Regions from separate parts of the Mus musculus genome. Here regions 1 and 3 are each linked to region 2. A link is a contact called in public Hi-C and HiChIP or PLAC-seq data. All regions are on one chromosome and are shown on one strand. Each heading gives the region's core, a stretch centred on a gene start, on an enhancer-like site or on the middle of the called end of the contact. The rest is flanking DNA. Distances are from core to core; before and after follow the strand shown. Region 1 has its middle 83 kb from the start of Gm51759. Region 2 overlaps Hivep2 (human immunodeficiency virus type I enhancer binding protein 2). Region 3 has its middle 62 kb from the start of Gm51759.

Evidence for each region. A called contact is a pair of places that touch in the nucleus more often than the background predicts. HiChIP or PLAC-seq counts read pairs in DNA pulled down with a chosen protein or histone mark.
Region 1: a Hi-C map of cortical neurons shows a contact between it and region 2, with 4 times the contacts expected there. The contact joins two enhancer-like sites. A contact is called at or near these places in 5 of 484 Hi-C or Micro-C datasets (Th17 cells, bone marrow-derived macrophages and cortical neurons) and 3 of 115 datasets of contacts at active chromatin or transcription factors (bone marrow-derived macrophages, effector CD8 T cells and microglia).
Region 3: an H3K4me3 HiChIP or PLAC-seq map of bone marrow-derived macrophages shows a contact between it and region 2, with 6 times the contacts expected there. The contact joins two enhancer-like sites. A contact is called at or near these places in 7 of 484 Hi-C or Micro-C datasets (the C2C12 cell line, Th17 cells, bone marrow-derived macrophages and 3 more) and 3 of 115 datasets of contacts at active chromatin or transcription factors (bone marrow-derived macrophages, effector CD8 T cells and microglia).

What each region holds. Positions count from the first base shown.
Region 1 is chr10:14,208,942-14,211,641 of GRCm38.p6, reverse strand. No RefSeq gene overlaps it. Among named protein-coding and RNA genes, the nearest start is that of Gm51759, 83 kb to the right of the region's middle. Within about 2 kb of position 1,416, at least 53 of the 459 cell types and tissues checked have an H3K27ac peak or open chromatin away from gene starts, as enhancers often do. A contact at or near this core is called in bone marrow-derived macrophages and cortical neurons, where this site is marked.
Region 2 is chr10:14,016,602-14,019,301 of GRCm38.p6, reverse strand. The region is part of intron 1 of Hivep2 (human immunodeficiency virus type I enhancer binding protein 2); the gene reads right to left. Among named protein-coding and RNA genes, the nearest start is that of Hivep2, 52 kb to the right of the region's middle. Within about 2 kb of position 1,366, at least 168 of the 459 cell types and tissues checked have an H3K27ac peak or open chromatin away from gene starts, as enhancers often do. A contact at or near this core is called in bone marrow-derived macrophages and cortical neurons, where this site is marked.
Region 3 is chr10:14,187,762-14,190,461 of GRCm38.p6, reverse strand. No RefSeq gene overlaps it. Among named protein-coding and RNA genes, the nearest start is that of Gm51759, 62 kb to the right of the region's middle. Within about 2 kb of position 1,416, at least 27 of the 459 cell types and tissues checked have an H3K27ac peak or open chromatin away from gene starts, as enhancers often do. A contact at or near this core is called in bone marrow-derived macrophages, where this site is marked.

The DNA.
Region 1 (2,700 bases), core at 167-2,666, 190 kb before region 2:
CCTAGCCGTGCTGGGGAACATAGTGAGTGATGGCTCTGCCATTCTCCCATAACCAGTGAGAAATAAAGGAACAAGAAAGGCTCTTCATAAGAGCTCTGGCTTCATTGTCACACATGCGTGAATCCAGGGTGCATTTTTCAGGTTGGGAAATACAATTCTTTGTGGGGCAGGTAACATGATTACATCGCACAATCTCTTCTACTGGAAGGCTGCATCAGTTCCCTGTGTTCTCAGTGAGAACTCGAAGGATGCTCTTGAGATCAGGGGTTCTAGTCCCAGGGATAGCCTTTTGTGCTGGCCTCAGCATCCTTGCATATTAAAAAAAAAAAAGGCCTTAGGCCTGGTGTTCAGCTCTCAAACATTCCACGAATCGCTTTAACAAGCACAGACTTGCGGGTGCTCTTCTGGCACTCCCAGAGAGGAATTTTCCCTGTTGGGGTTGTGTTTGGGGAGTGCTGTTTGGTGTTGCTATATCAGTAGCGCATATCTAGTGCACATATCTCACTGTGGCAGATCCAGATGGGATTACTTTTATTATATTGTTAAAGGAAAATATGTGTACACATATCTACGCAAACACATAGGCACACAAAACCGACCCTTGAGTACCACTAGACCGATGCGGTGGAACATCTTGCTCACCTGAAACAGTCCAGAGTCACAATAACTAATGACAATTAGGCTGCAGGTAGAACTAGATGATAGCCTGCTGTCTAACTTCAGCTCTTTCCTCACCGAGGAACTGAGGAAAGCCATGGTCAGACCCAGCTGGGCAGATAGTTCCCTCATGATGCTGCTCTTTCTCTTCCCAGAACAGGACAGGACCTTTGCAGTACTCTGGACCAGTGTACAAGTGACGTTCTTTAAAGACTGATTTGGAGAATTTGCTAGTGTCATCTATGATTTCACAGCATCACACATTAAAGTTCAGCGTCTTCATCAGCCGTCTTTATATAACTCGTGCTATTTCGAGTTCTACTTGCGAATGCACAGACTCAGGCAAACGCAAGACTGTGGAGAGCCTGGCTTGTCTCCAGGGCCCACTCTCCAATGTGGAATCACTGCCACTTGCCTGTTACAAAATACCTTCTTTTCCTCTCCACACAGCTATGGAAAGGCTTTCCGAGACCACCCTGACTGTTGGAGAGAAAAGGACATCTGAACTGAGTGCTGTCTTGAGAATTATCCCCACTGTGTGGAAACCATTACCCCAGGGGTACATCCTGAGCCTCAGCGGCCAATGATCCCAGAAAGATAGCAGCTAGAAGCAAAACCACGAACTTGGTTCACAGAGATTTCTTGGTGCACTGTCACTCTCCCTTGTTGCATGTATATCACACCATACTCTGGGTTGTGGAGAGATTTGTCTTCCTTAGCGGTAAGCACTCCGTGATTCACTCTTTACCAAGAACTAAGGAAGAGGAAGTTCAGCAAATCCTCCCCTTTAGGAGTTGGCCCAGGATTATGTAAGTGGGTTGAGAGGAATAGTAGAAACAGATGATTTTAATTCACCTCATCTGTTCAGTACCTGCAGCGCAGATGCGGTGTTTGTGAGCATTGCAGCATCTGTTTCATTATACTGTTACCACATCCCTAGACTCTTTCGGCGCATTAGCCATCTTCAAATTGTCTTTCTGAAACATATGTATGCATTTATATATTCCCTCTGCGATGCCTTATTGAATATGATCAGGCAAAATACACCCATTTCTGTGAAATGGTAGAAGCTACTGCGTGTTTCTTTTTAAAACATCGAAAGACATCCTATAATTTTCTTCAATGGGTCTCCATGCCCTTTCCTTGAAAATGTGTGATGTCATTCATTATCCTTACCATCTCCATTACTTTTATTATGATGAGAGTTTAATGCAGGCGATAGGCATCATCTGTCTAAGGTACATATAGCTCTACATAATCTAGCCCAAAGGGTTCCTTTTTAGCTCTGAAAAGGAAATTGTCGTTTTAGCACATGCTATGTAGAATCTTGTTGAGATGCAGCACAAAGGGAACCCTATTAAATCAGGAACCAGCATGCACACTCTGCAGAGGCCCCTCGGTGGAGGCTCATTGGATGATTTCTGCCCTCTCAGGCCACCTCCCCATCTACAGTGTTCTGTGGGACACTGTAGGACAGCATCAGTGCTTGGTGGGACAGCCGACAATCAGAGCGGTGTCATAATGACCACTGCTATGCTCTGTGGGCTATTCTTGCCTTAACATTTCTTAACTCTTAGAATACTTCCTGGTCCTCTACCTCCTCTGCCTATAAAGAGTGAAAGGGGCCCTCTCATGAGACCACCTATTCCTTCCGTTCCCACCCAGTAGAATAGTATTTACAGTGAGCCTAATTTTTCTTATGCCTTTCCAGACCGGACTACTGGACTTCAGAGAGATAGAGAATGAGCCTATATTTATGGGCTTTTAAAGAATTATTTATTTATTTTATTTTTATGAGTACACTGTAGCTCCCTTCATGCATGCCAGAAGAGGATATCGGATCCCATTACAGATGGTTGTGAGCCACCATGTGGTTGCCGGGAATTGAACTCAAGACCTCTAGAAGAGCAGTCAGTGCCTTTAACCACTGAGCCATCTCTCTAGCCCATCTCCTAAGTCCATGGAGTAATGTTGTTTATTCCACAGTGAAGGGACAAGCATGTGAGTAAATGAATGTAGAGAATTTTAAATAGTGTTTCAGTA
Region 2 (2,700 bases), core at 117-2,616:
ATGAATAAAATACTTCCAGACAGTTTCTTCACCCCACACTTCTTTCTCAGGGTACCAGAGGCAGAGATTATCTCCTAATTTGGTTCCTAGGAAGCAAACTATCAAGAAAGTTGTTGCAGTAAGACTGGTAATGCTACATTAAGAGAAAATGCCCTGATTTTGGAAGGGGTGTGTGGGGGAAATAACAAAATTGGTAAGCAAAATCAGTAATTTCTTTTCATAGTGGAAATCGTCTTAAAAGACCAGAAAAGTAATTCTACCTAAATGAGTAAATGTTATAATTGCATTTCAGTAAAAAGAGTGTTTACATTTTGTCTAATTGGCATTTAAAGAAACCAAAATCATCACCAGAAAGATCGCCACCCACAGAGGCAGCCTAGTGTGCCCTGCCTCACATGTGACCCCCACCCACCTGCTTAAGCCCCGCCTTCCTTCACGCCACAGGAAATTGGGAATCACTTCTGCAAACAAGTAGCAGGAGGAAATGATAAAGACAGGAAGATAAAGAGGAGGAAAGAAGTGGTGTGGAGACAGACAGACAGACCATTTGGGGGAGAGCACACACAGCGTTTTAGATATTGGGGCCAATCTGGCTACAGTTTAGTAATCTTACATTCGTTCGAAAGAAAAAAAAAAGTGGGAAAGGAAGCAAATTAAAAATTCCTGTGTGTTAGTTATAATTCATCTCCACACATATACACAAATGCACAGGTCTCCATAGCTTGTCAAAATAAGGTGCAGGTTAAAAAATAAAATCAGTGCTACATGGATAGCCAACTAAACTCAAACACAAAATTCTTATCACTGTGCCTACTCAACATCTTAAAATTTAGAACCTCTGCTCTTATTCATGGCTAACAACAGCAACAACAATTCAGCTGCTCATGGATCTTTCCAGCAGATATGAAAGGCAACCTCTTAACTAATTAGAATCCTATGCAGCTCTATCCAACCCAGAGTTGCCACCCTCCTCCCCCAGCTGCCCACAGCGGGGGTTCTAACTATCCACTTTCTCGGTCCGGAAATGCACCTTTCCCCACAGGCAGCCACAGCGAAGAGCTAAGGAAAGAGCTGAGCCAGGGATTCGGCTGTTCACAAAAGGAATTCCCCTCCCTTCCCCTCTTTCTCCCTCCCCCTTCTTCTTCTGTCCCTCCCCCGTCATCACTGGTGAATAATATCCCTCACTACCTGCCTTGATCAACACCGTGAGCCCCTGTCTTCAGGCATGCAGGGAATTTAACAGCCTGGAAATTCCTGTTGTCCACTCGCTGAGGTCACAGATAAAGCTAAACAACAGCCGTGGCTCCCATCAATCATAAGTCACTCGCTGGGAGAATGTATGGAAGGAGACCTGATGTAAGCGAGTCACCAGAGAAAATACCCACTGATGACGCATATCCAGGCATAAAAATAGTCACAGGGCCCTCAAAGGGATTATTCAACAGCCTACATTTAGACTTTCTTACAACAGACCTGAAGTCAATGTGCCACAGTAAGTGGCTGAAGTTTAAGTTCAACAGACAGAACCAGGAATAGTTGCTTTAAACATGCTCCCACCGTAACAAGCTGTTTAGTAAGTTTTAGCATCTCTTTCTAAGCATCAAACAGTACCAACCAGCCATCTCACAAAATGCCACAGCATTGTTAATTCTACTCACAACTTTCAAAGCACAATTTCTGCTTATAACACACATGGCCTAAGAACATTAGACTCAAGCAGTCCAGAGATACATTGTCACCACAGGAGATACATAGTCACCACAGGAGATACATAGTCGCCACAGGAGATCCATAGTCATGGCTGTTTCCTCAACTGAAGGTAGGAAAATAGTACAAACTGCAGTTGTGAATCTTTTGTCTCTGGAAAACATGCTTTTAAGTGGAATAAAACTTAATAACAAGGTACACCACAGAAGCTGACATTCTGCTCCCTGTCTTTGCGGTTATAATTGTTCAGAAGTGGTTGGATCATTTATAGGAATAATTATGGTGTGTGTTACATACACCTGCTACATGTGGAACATTTATGTGCTCATTAAGATTAATAGCTCATGAGCATGACCACTGTTCAACAAATGGGTGCATGAAAATAAGAAATGATGAGATCTTAACCAAGCAAGTGACAAAATATTAATGATGGCATAAAGCCTGGATTGTTAGGTTGTTGTTGTTGTTGTTGTTGTTTTATGAGGAGAAAAATATCTTTTTACGTGTATCACAATTATAATAATAATTCAAGTTATTTGTTCCTTTCCCATCCTACTCAAACATATGTGCAGCTTGCAGATCAGAAAAGGCTGGATTTTGACATATTTTCTATCTGAATATCTAAAAATGTTCCCCTCCAAGTTTCCTACGGCGAACAATGAAGGAAACTGGCTATCACAGACCCTAAAATTCAGCCTCAGGATTTGAACACCTCGCCTGCTTGCTATGTCCTCCTCCTTGTTAGCCTTACTTGGCGATTCTCCGAATAATGCAGATTTCCACTGTTGTCATGCAAATTTATCAGCCACACAGAAGGGATCTGTGATAGAGTTGATCTCAGTACCTGATGTTACTGGCTGCCCTGCCTACACGACTAGCAAAGGGCTCTTAGCAACAAGACTGTCACTCTGACAGAGCATTGCGGGCTTTTGTTTTAGAAGTATCTGACTTCTCTGGAACAGCAAAGGTGACACCTTTCTCTACTGGTAAGCT
Region 3 (2,700 bases), core at 167-2,666, 170 kb before region 2:
CAGACTCTAAGAAGTATAAAGGATCAATAAAAAGTGTGCATATTTCAGACACGCAGATGCTTCAATGTAGGGAAGGACTTTGCGCTAGCTCTCTCTTCAGATTGCTGTGAAAAACTTCTCTTGATACTTGGATTCTAAACATTTTGAATTGTCTTTTAAAACTTATTTTCTGTCTCCAAGTGTTTATCTGCATGTATGAACGATTACCACATGTGTACCTGCTGCAGGCAGAGGCTAGGGTATCAGACCCCCTTGAACTAGAGTTACAAATGGCTGTGATTCATCACATGGTACTGGGAATCAAACTTGTGGCCTCTACAAGAACAAGCGCTCATAGCTACAGATCCATCGCTCCAGGATGGATTCTAAATTTTTCAATAGCTATACAAATAAATCACACCAGGTAAAATGATTCTGGCACTGAAATTGCTTCCACTTTTCACAGAAAAACAAATGCAGGGCGTGTTAATTTTGGCAAATTCATTGAATTAAGAGATACCCAGTGGAAGGCCTCTAGGTGTGTTTGTGAGAATTGACAGGGGAGAGGATCATTTCTGAGTGTGGCTATCATTGTCTCAAAAGCTGGGGTCTCAAATGGAATAAAGGAGGAACGAACAGCTTAAGAGCAATCTCTCTCTCTCTCTCTCTCTCTCTCTCTCTCTCTCTGTGTGTGTGTGTGTGTGTGTGTGTGTGTGTATTTCTGTGTGTTTGTCTATCTGTCTGTCTATCTATCTATCTATCTATCTATCTATCTATCTATCTATCTATCTATCTATCTATCTCATTCTGCTTTCTGGCAGCCATAAAGTAAGATGCTGTGTCATGCCCACTTCACCATAATGAACAGCTACCTCTGAAACCATGTGCCAGAATCTGTCCTCCCTTCTAAAAGGGTTATAATTTCTGGTTCACATCCCAGAGCCTTCTTTCTGTTATTACACCTTCTTCTTCATCACCATTACTACTTGTCTTCCTCCCCTGAGCTCCTGATCAACCTACTGCCCTGCCCCCAGAGTCCAGCTCCCAGAAACCCTCCCCGTTACAGTAAGTAGCTGGAGAGGAAGAATAATAAACTTGTCTCAAACCACTTCAGAAAACTCTATCACCCTTTCAACTTCCCTCTCCTCCCTCCTGCCTCCACTCTGAGCTCTACTCTCTGGCCATTCACTTCCTCTTCCACAACAGACGAAGACATGCTGGAGAACCCCAGGGCAAATCCTAGAGCATACCAGACAAGATATGTCATAAGGAAGACTGTTACACCAAGGTCAAATGCTTACTGACATTTCTCGGGCTCTCGGAACAAGAGTGTGAAATCAACTCCCTGCCACATAAACTCAGCCACAGGGATACTCACCCAATTACCTGCAGAAAAATCTTTGCTCATTGTCTCTAACTTTCACCAATGGGATTTTCAAGGCTGTCTACACAGTGTCCATCTAGTCTGAGCTACACACTGTCCTGCTTTGGTGTAATTACTCCCAGATGACTAGACACAGAAGTTAACTCTGGCAAGAGTATCTTCCCAGAGGAAGGCTACTGAGACACAATAAGGCTTTCCCTCTCTTCCCAGACTCTTTCTGAGGAAAACCCACTTTCCAGACACTTGTCAGCTCATTTCCATTTGCCTCCTCAAATTCCTTGGGATTGTCCTTGGTAATTAATGCCCTGGCAATACTTCTTGTGATGTCACAACAGGGCATGCGATAGCAAGGCCAAGATGTCTCTGTGCATAGCATCTGATCAAGGTCTTCCTGCCGTGTCCAGTCTGAGGAGCCCCTCCAGCTACTGTCTGAGAGAAGATGTTTGTGCTTTAGGGAAATCTGTAGGCAATTTAGAAGTTTGTGCCCGAAGCTCAAATTGTACTCTTTGTTTAAAGTGGGCAAAGCAATGCAATGCCTTCCTTCTAACAAAGTCTCTCGGGTTCTAGTTTCTCAAGTCTGCTTAGACATGTCTAAAAAGATGGCATCGAAGAAGGTCAAGTTAGAGGGGATGCAGCTATGTGACTTATGCAAGCCATTTTGGATTAGAGATACAGAACTAGTCTAATCGTGTAAGCCCCCCAAACTAGAGAAATTTTCCTGCTGAGATCAGAGAGGTGGGTAATGGGGAACACTGATGGTTTTGAAGGTGGAGAGACCATGAGTAGAGTGATACATATGTCCTTTAAAGAATGAAAAGGCAAAAGAGATGATTTTTCCTCCAGAGCTTCCAAGTCATGTGAGCGCCTTCATTTACCCCAGAGTGGGACTTCTCCCCTCTGGACTGTAATGGAATGCACCAGTGCTGTTCTAAACAAAGACCTCTGTGGCAGTTAATTGTAACAGAGAAAGGGAACCAGCTCAGCCCCAGAAACAAGAAGAGACAATCAGGGACTCTTTACTTCTGTGTCAGATTGGAGTAGTAATCACAAAACATCTACCGCTAAACTGGCAGGTATTTCTCAGTACAGTCTGCAACAGCGGCTTGTTAGTTTAACACAGGATCACATGCAACCCAGGATAACTTCGAACTCACTGTGTAACCAAGCATGACCTCAAATCTCTCATCCTTTAACCTCCACTTCCCAAGGGCCAGAATTACAAATGCATGCCACTGTGCCAGGTGCCACTGTCACAAGTGTGAAGAAAATGTCACTTTGGCTCCACATGGGCCCTGCTGCTAACTTTGAGAGTAAACGTAAGTTTTGAAAAGGGAAAG